2 separate regions of the Capra hircus genome follow, and region 1 is linked to region 2. A link is a contact called in public Hi-C data. All regions are on one chromosome and are shown on one strand. Each heading gives the region's core, a stretch centred on a gene start, on an enhancer-like site or on the middle of the called end of the contact. The rest is flanking DNA. Distances are from core to core; before and after follow the strand shown. Region 1 has its middle 15 kb from the start of SLC6A6. Region 2 overlaps SLC6A6 (sodium- and chloride-dependent taurine transporter).

Evidence for each region. A called contact is a pair of places that touch in the nucleus more often than the background predicts.
Region 1: a Hi-C map of blood shows a contact between it and region 2, with 1.8 times the contacts expected there. The contact joins two enhancer-like sites.

The regions. Positions count from the first base shown.
Region 1 is chr22:57,824,902-57,828,663 of ARS1.2, reverse strand. No RefSeq gene overlaps it. Among named protein-coding and RNA genes, the nearest start is that of SLC6A6, 15 kb to the right of the region's middle. Within about 2 kb of position 2,228, at least 4 of the 5 cell types and tissues checked have an H3K27ac peak or open chromatin away from gene starts, as enhancers often do.
Region 2 is chr22:57,768,020-57,772,191 of ARS1.2, reverse strand. The region is part of intron 1 of SLC6A6 (sodium- and chloride-dependent taurine transporter); the gene reads left to right. Among named protein-coding and RNA genes, the nearest start is that of SLC6A6, 41 kb to the left of the region's middle. Within about 2 kb of position 2,786, at least 1 of the 5 cell types and tissues checked has an H3K27ac peak or open chromatin away from gene starts, as enhancers often do.

The DNA.
Region 1 (3,762 bases), core at 979-3,478, 57 kb before region 2:
CTCATCCCTACTCAAGCTGCACACTCATGTGCACCCACACGCATGCACACACATTTGCACACGCACGCACGCACGCACGCGCGTGAACACTGGCCCAGGACACACCAGGCTCCTTCCTGCCTGGGACTTTGCACCAGCTGTCCCCTGTGCCTGGAACACCCCTCCCCTCGATTGCCACACGTCTGGCTCATGTCACTCAAGTCTCAGCTCTGATAGACCCCAGGAGGCTCAGTAGCTCAGTCCCTGTCCCAGGGACGCCAGCATCTTCTGACTGTCCACCGGCGGCGATGACACCATCCTCGGCATGTCAGAGGTGCCTTCCCTCATGGACACAGATGGCGGCTGCGGCTCCAGATAGCAAAGTGCCCTGAGCAGCGAGAGGTGGGGCAGAGCCCCGGCTACCCACCTTGAACCATGAGGTGTCTCCCTCTCCACGAGGAAAACCTTTCCCCAAAGCCCCTCTGCAGCCTCTGTCTTATATCTCATCGGCTGGAAGCCGGTGGCCCACCCAGCCCGGACCCGGCAGTGGCTGTGGGCAGAGGGAAGGCTGGGGTTTCCTCCCTCGAGAGCAGAGTCCTCCCAGCCAGAGCAGGTGGCTACCGCGAAGACCCCGCTGGGGTGATCTTCCCACGCGTCTAGAACTTGGAGATGACAGCGCTCACCTCGCATCGGGGCCTTCTTTTCATTCTTCCAGCCGAGGGAGCAGCTGGTGGCCTCACGTCCCACTGTACAGATGGGTAGATGGAGGCTCAGAGAGGCACAAAGACCTACAGAGTCCTGGACGGTCCAACCCCAAATTCTCTGTAAGTGGAGAGGCTGCGAGGACAGGGTGGGCAAAACGTCCGTGATGTCCCCGGGGGCGAGGGGCGGAATTCCATGGGACTGGGAAACGCAGCAGGCTGCCCAAAGGGGGTGGCCCTCCGCGGCACCTGGAGAATGGAGGGGATTCGGCAGGGGCTACGTGAAGCATCAGGTGGGGAGACTGGAGCAGCCAGGGTGAGGAGAATCCGGGGCGGGCACCTCTGGGCCCCGAGGACGGAGGGGACAGGCTGGGAGGGGCGGCTGGGTGTGACGCTCCTGGAGGACTGCCTGTTCCCTGTTCTGCAGGCGGCAGGGGACCACCAACAGTCCTAGGGGCCACGAGCCTAGCAGAGACAGCCCAGAGAGGACTGGAGGGGCGAGAGGGGGGCCAGGAGACCACAGGGACGACCGGGACCACTGCAGGGAAGGCCTTGGCTTCCTGGGTGCTGGGGCCGCGTCTGCCAAGTAGCATCCGCAGTGCCCACACCCTGTGGGGCTCCTGTGAGGACTGAGGTCCTGGCAGCTCTCCGGGGCGTCCCCCGCCCTGGGCCCTGTGCTGAGAACGGCGCTTGCTTCACCTCGAACCGAGTTCTGCAACTTCCTGTGAAAGTGAAAGTGTTAGTCACTCAGTCGTGTGCGACTCTCTGTGACCCCCTGGACTGCAGTCCGCCAGCTCCTCTGTCCAAGGGATTCTCCAGGCAAGGACACTGCAGTGGGTTGCCATGCCCGCCTCCAGGGGATCTTCCCGACCCAGGATTGAACTCTGCATCGCAGGCAGGTTCTTTACCTTCTGAGCCACCAGGGAAGCCCCCTGAGGGTCACATTATTTGAAAGGCCTCTTCCACAGCACACAGCTAGGGAGGGAGCCTGGCCACCGCGTCCTAGAAATCAGAGCATCTGTCCCAGCTGCCATGTGACCTCCTGCCTGAAGCACCACTGAGTCCGCCAGCCCAGCTCAAGGGCTCCCAGGACCCGCAGGGGCCTCCGATGACCTTGCCTCCCCTCCAGCCCAGCTCCGGGCAGCCCCTCAGGACCCCCAGCCTCATCTCCCTGCCCAGGGCTCCCTCCTGACAATGCCACCGCCCCAGGGCCAGGCAGAGGGATCTGAGCCTCCTGGAGGCCAGAAGGCTGGGCTCTGTGCCAGGCACCACCTGCCAAGCCCCGGGCACCGCAGTCCTGCCCTCAGGGCGACCTGCCCCCTGGAAGAAGCACCTGGAGTCAGTGAGCAGCGGGGCTCCTTCCGCCATGACCGCCGTGGTGTTGCAAGTCGTGGGAACGGGCGTCGGGTGCCGCTTCTCAGGGCAGAGCCCGCGCAGGCAGCGGCGGCCTCAGGTAAGCCTCTGGCCGGCGTCTCGCGGGCTTCGGCAGGTGCAGGACGCGGGGCTCCAGCTTCTCGGGTTCGCTCAGGGTCGGAGGCCCCCTGAGGCCTAGGCGCTCAGTCTCGGCTGCCTGACGGTCTCTGGTGAACAGTGAATCCCTCAGGGGCGCGCCGCCCGTGGCTCCTTGGGCCAAAATCCCACCGCCATCCCGCCCTCCCTGTGAGGGGGTGGGGGGTGCGAGGGCTACAGAGAGGGCCAGCCTCTACGCACCCCCATCCTGGCCTCAAGGAGCTCGGCGCTAAATGGTGCAAAATGCGCGGTGGTGAGACAGGGCGCTGAGCTCTGTCCGCTAATTCAGGAGGAGCCCTCGGCTTGGCCTGGGGAGCTGGGGGGCCGGCTGGACCCACAGAGGAGCTGCCCAAGCAAAGACGCAACAGTGGGAAAATCCAAAGGAAAGAGAAGCCTTCCGTGTGGCCGGTCGGAAGCGGCTAGTGCAGTGGGCGGGCTGTCCGGGGCGAGCGGCTAGGCTCTCTAGGTGAGAGCTTGAGGGCTGGACTGAGGGACTGGAGCAGTTGGAGGACAGAAGGGAGCTGCTGAAGGTTGTTAGCAAGAAAGGGACGCGTGAGTTGGCTTTTTCCCTGGGGGCTGCGGGAAGCCAGTGAGGAAGCTTCTGTGGAGGCCAGGCCTGAGTCAGGGACAGGCCTCCCGCGGACAACATCTCTCAGGGCGTGTGGGCCTGCAGGCAGGGGCTGACTCGGGGCTCACTGCGCGGGGTGTTGAAAGCCCCAGCAGAGATCAGGAAGAGGCCAAGGGAGGTGGGTGTTTCAGGATGGCCGGGCTCCGCCCCTCTCTGGTCCAGAGGCTCCGAGGCTGGTCTGCTCAGACCGCCACCCCCTTTCCCAATTGCTCTGGGATCAGGCTGCCAGGATTCCAGTCCCGCCCTGCTCCCAGGGGCCTGTCACACGGGGCGGATTGCTGGGCGGATTGCTTCATTTCCCTGTTGGCGCAGTGCCGATGACCGCAGCACCTGCCTCGCCGGGGCCGCCGTGGGGATTAAATGCACTGTCAGAGAGCCGCGAATGGGGGCTGTGCTGGGGGCGGGGGCGCTCTGGAGCCGCCCCCTCCCTCTCCCTCCCATCCCACCTCCCTGTCTCCACCCACACCCCACCCGGCCCCATTTTCTTCTTCCCTCCTTCAAAACCAAAAACAAAACCGACGAGCCACTCACTTGGTCACGTGTGTTTCATGAGAACGAGAGAGATCAAACACAGCTCCCAGGGGCTCTGCCAGCCTGGAAGAGCCTCTCACAGCCGCGTGCTGACCCCTGGGCTGCCAGTCCACCAGCCCAGAGAGGTGTAGCCACGTGCCCAAGGTCACGCAGCTTGTCAGTACGAGAACTGGGGCCGTCCGACCCCAGAGGCTGCGTGCCGGCCCCAGGGCTATGCGGGGCTGGGGGGAGGGCTAGCCCTGGAGGCGTTTCCCGAGAAAACCTCGCCTGTTCACCGGTTCATTCAGTCACTCGCCCACGGTCTCTGCGTCTCCCCGCGGACCTCGTGTTCCTTGAGGATGTCGACTGTGCTGTCTGCTTCTGTAGCCCCCAGATCCCCGGGGCTTGGAGGCGCTCCTCAGGGAAGGGGAGAAG
Region 2 (4,172 bases), core at 1,537-4,036:
GTAGCTTGAAATTAGGAGGAAGCCAAGGAGCGTCTTGGAACCCCACGGCGTTGCTGGTGCAAGGTGAGATCTGAGCGCATGCCGCAGCGGCCGAGGTGACGTGCAAATCCGTCTTCAGGTGCGGCTGGTTCTGGCTTCCACCCTGGCAACACGGGACTAGGAGCCTCATGTGGGAGTCTGGTCCCAAAGCCTCTGTGTTCGAGCGGATTCTCTGATCACTTGTAGCTGTAATGAGCAAAGAGGAAGCTCTTAAAATGGGGAATCATGTGTCACGGTCGCTGCAGAATAGCCCTGGGCCTGGCGCCAAGGGAAACAGCACTTGGCCGGCAAGGCGGCGGGCCGCCGGGCCGCCCGCAGAGCAGGCTCGCCCCCAAGTGCTTCCTGAAGCAGGGGGCACGCTCTTGGCGGGTGACGACCAGCAGTGAGTGAGCCGCATGGCGAGTCTGCCAGGATGGACGGGCTGGACCGGCCAAGCGACGCTGAGGGCAGAGCTGAGGGCCCCGGAAAGCTGCGATTGCCGTCGTGCCCGGCTTCACGACCTCAGGAGCGCCGCTTGGCCTCTCTGGGCCCTGTTGATCTCGCCCTGTGTAGGACCAGTGCCTTCCATACCCCAGGGGCAGTGGACCCCGTGATAGCTATAGTGGTGACGACGGCGGTAATACTGCCGCTTTGCGGCCACGTGGACTGTAGCCCACCTGGCTCCGCTGTCTGTGGGGAGTCTCTAGGCAAGAATACTGGAGCGGTTTGCCATGTTCTCCTCTAGGGGCTCTTCCTGACCCAGGGATCGAACCTGCGTGTCTAATGTCTCCTGGGTTGGCAGGCAAATTCTTCACCATTGAGCCACCTGGGAAGCCCAGGAATACTGGCAGATAACTAGTGAAGGGGTATTTGCTCTGGGAACCCCCTTGTTCAGTCCTCACAGCATCCCTGTGAGGTGGCCACAGTTATCCCTCTTCACACTTTGACACACTGAGGACCCAGAGGGGTTGCACAACTTTCCTGAGGTCACTCAGCTGGGAAATGGCCCTCAGCTTCCAGGCCAGGGCTCACGCTCTGATTCCTGCAGGGTCCAGGCTGCCTGCAGAGGGCCTGAGGCCTCCGTGCAGGGAGCCTGAGGCTGAGGAGTGGGCTGAACACAAAGCGGTTCCGTGGGGCCAGCGTCCCAGAGAAAGGGCCCATGCTGAGATCCAGTAGGCTGTGGCGGATGTCTTCTGCTGGGAGAGACGGAGCACTGGGTAGGAGGGCATTGGGATCTGAAAGTGCTTTGTGAGTTGCTTCCGGCTGGGGTTTTGAGAACAGAGTGTAGGGGTGGGGTGGGCAGAGTAGCAGCAGGGGGCACCTGGGCGGAGGCTGCAGGGGATGTCCATGGAGGGCTGTGGGGCCTGCGCCAGCTGGTTGCCGGGGTGATGGAGACACGTGGGTGGATGTCAGGAACGTACCGGAGGCCGCATCTGCGGGTCATGCTGCTGTGGGCTTCCACGGGTATGGGGCCGGTCGGAAGCTCCAGAGGGGCTTGGAAAGAGCCTCCCCTCTGAGGGGGAGTCGGGGTTGCCTGCCCGCAGCTGACCTCGTCCGGGCATGTGTGCGTCTCGAGTAAAGCGTGGGCAGGGCTGGGCTGTGCGCTCCCAAAGGCCAGCGAGCTTGTGACGGGGCGGCCACAGGTTGGGGGGCGTCCCTGAAGTACATCTCCGTGGACACCTTAGAAATGAGGAGTAGGGGCACCGCAGACACCAGGACATGACAGGCTCCTGGTTCAGCTACAGGCGTCAATAAGATGAGTTCCTGAGTGTGGGAAAGAGGGGCTGAAGTCTTATCTTACGTGGCACCAGAGAGCCTGGAGCCGAGGGGCTCAGGGAGCTTGTGTTTTGACCCCTGGCTCACGTTTCAGGGCTTCCCGGGGGGCGCTAGTGGTAAAGAACCCGCCTGCCAATGCAGGAGACATAAGAGACGCGGGTTCGATCCCTGGGTCGGGAAGATCCCCTGGAGGAGGGCATGGCAACCCACTCCAGTATTCTTGCCTGGGAAATCCCATGGACAGAGGAGCCTGGCAGGCTACGGTCCAGAGGGTTGCAAAGAGTTGAACACGACTGAACTGACTTTGCACGCACACGTTTCCCGAGGGTTCTCTAGGGCCAGAGGGGGCCATGGGCCTGGGTCCAGAGCTCAGAGCCAGGACTCAGGGTGGCTTCGCAAGCGCCCACAGGCTATATGAGCAGCCACCAGTCACCACCCCCTCCGCCTGGCTGACCTGGTGAAGCGCCTTCCGGCCCCAAGATCCAAGGAGAGCCTGAAAGGGCGGCACCAGCCCGTCTTGATGAGGAGACTCCAGGGTCATTCCCTGGAAAACATCTCTACCGGGAGGGAGTGGAGTCCCACATCCTCCAATTATGCTGCGGTCCAGCCGGGCCACAATGGGCCCAGAGATAACCATCGGGGGCTGCAGAGCTCCGTGCTGGAACAATGCTGGCCGCTCGGGCTATTTTTACAGTAGCCGTGCGCTCGGCAGAACCCCGCGTCGCCCCAGGGGAGCAGGCGAAGAAAGGCCTGCGGATGCCCCGCCGTCTGCGCTCCGGGAGACAGAGGAAGGCCCGGTGAGCCGCCCGGCGGCTCCAGGAAGCCTTTTCTCGGTCTGCTCACTGCCAGATAGCGAAACAATCGGGGTCCCCCACCCCGAGCCAGGGAGAGGAAGGAGGCGTGGGGGAAGCGGGGATTCTGTGTGCTTGCGTGCCTCTCCTCCTCCGAGCACGGCCCCCGAGGGCCTGGCTGCAGGGGCCGGGGCCAGGGCCAGGCCAGCGTGCCCTCCTCGCCTCCCTTGGTCCTTGGCAGTTGTCACCTGGCCCGGCCGGACCTCCTTCAGGCCCCACGGTATCCCAGGGTTGGGAAGCAGCAGAGTTGGGGGGTGCCACTGGGCCCCAGCTACCTGCGTACCTACTCTGGGAGCCAGCGACCCAGCCGTTCTTAGCTGACGACCTACTGTGCACCAGCTCAGGACACCCAGCCATGGGCAAGGCAGGTCCCGGCACCCTGCAGGCTCTGTTCTAGTTGAGGAGGAGACTGTTAGCAAGGAAGCAACCAAGGCATTTTCAGCTCATGCCACTGTAACTCAGTGCAGACTCAGATGCCCCTGGACAGGTCCAGGTGGCAAGCTTCCCTGTGCACCAGGGCGATGGCCCCCTCTGGTCCAGCGGATGGCCGCCATAGGAGTGAGTCCAACGTGGGGTCCGCCTTCTGGTTTCTCCAGGAAACCTAGAAATCTCGACTTTACCCCGGAATCTGAGAGTCAGCACTGGCCACCCATTTGGCTCATACAGACAAGCAGCTGGCTCTGCATCAACACCCTCTGCCTTCATCCTTTTCATTCTGAAGTCGGGGAGACTGAAGCTCCCCGGTCTTCATGGTCCTCTGGCACATGGGGGTAGGAGGCACCTTCTCCTGCTGGGCGGGACCCAGATGCTCTTGCTCTCAAGGTCAAGCTGCCAGGAACACTGAGGACTCGGGGACCAGACGCAGTACAGAGAGGGGGTTGCCGCAGTAGCTGGTTGTAGACTTCTGGGATGAGGTCCGAGCAGGGGGCCACTGAGGGTGAGCATGAGCAGCTTAGAGGCTTGATAACCCTGGGCCCCCGCCCCCTTGCTGAACCCACAGGGCAATCAGCGGGCCGGGGCCTGGGTGGTCCAGGGGTCAGGGTGGACCCGAGCACAGATGATGAGGGCTGGACTCGTGGGAACTACCAGGAGTCCTTCCAGAGTCCTGTCCTGGCGCAAATCCCTGTCCTGATGCTGCAGGCATGCAACTGGCTAAGAAGACGCCAGTGTATTTCATAAGCTCCCGTGGTCTGTATTTGATGGAAACCCTGTTTCCAAGTACTGAAACACATGCTTGGAAACACTGGAGCGTGAAAACATGACAGCCTGAAGCTCCGTTCTTTAAAACCGGGAGGGGTGAGCGCCTCCGCTGGGCCAGGGCCTGCCCCGCGGCACCAGTTTCTCTGCAAACCTGAGATTCGGAGACGATCTCTAGAGGATGCAGGCAGGCTGTGATCTGGAAGCGATGCTAGACCTGCGTGGAGGGTGTTGTGTTATGCGGAGACACTGCCAGGGCTGGGTGGTTTTGTGCTCCTCTCCCTGCAGGTGCAGAATGAGGGGGGTGGCATTCGGGGCTGGTGGATATGG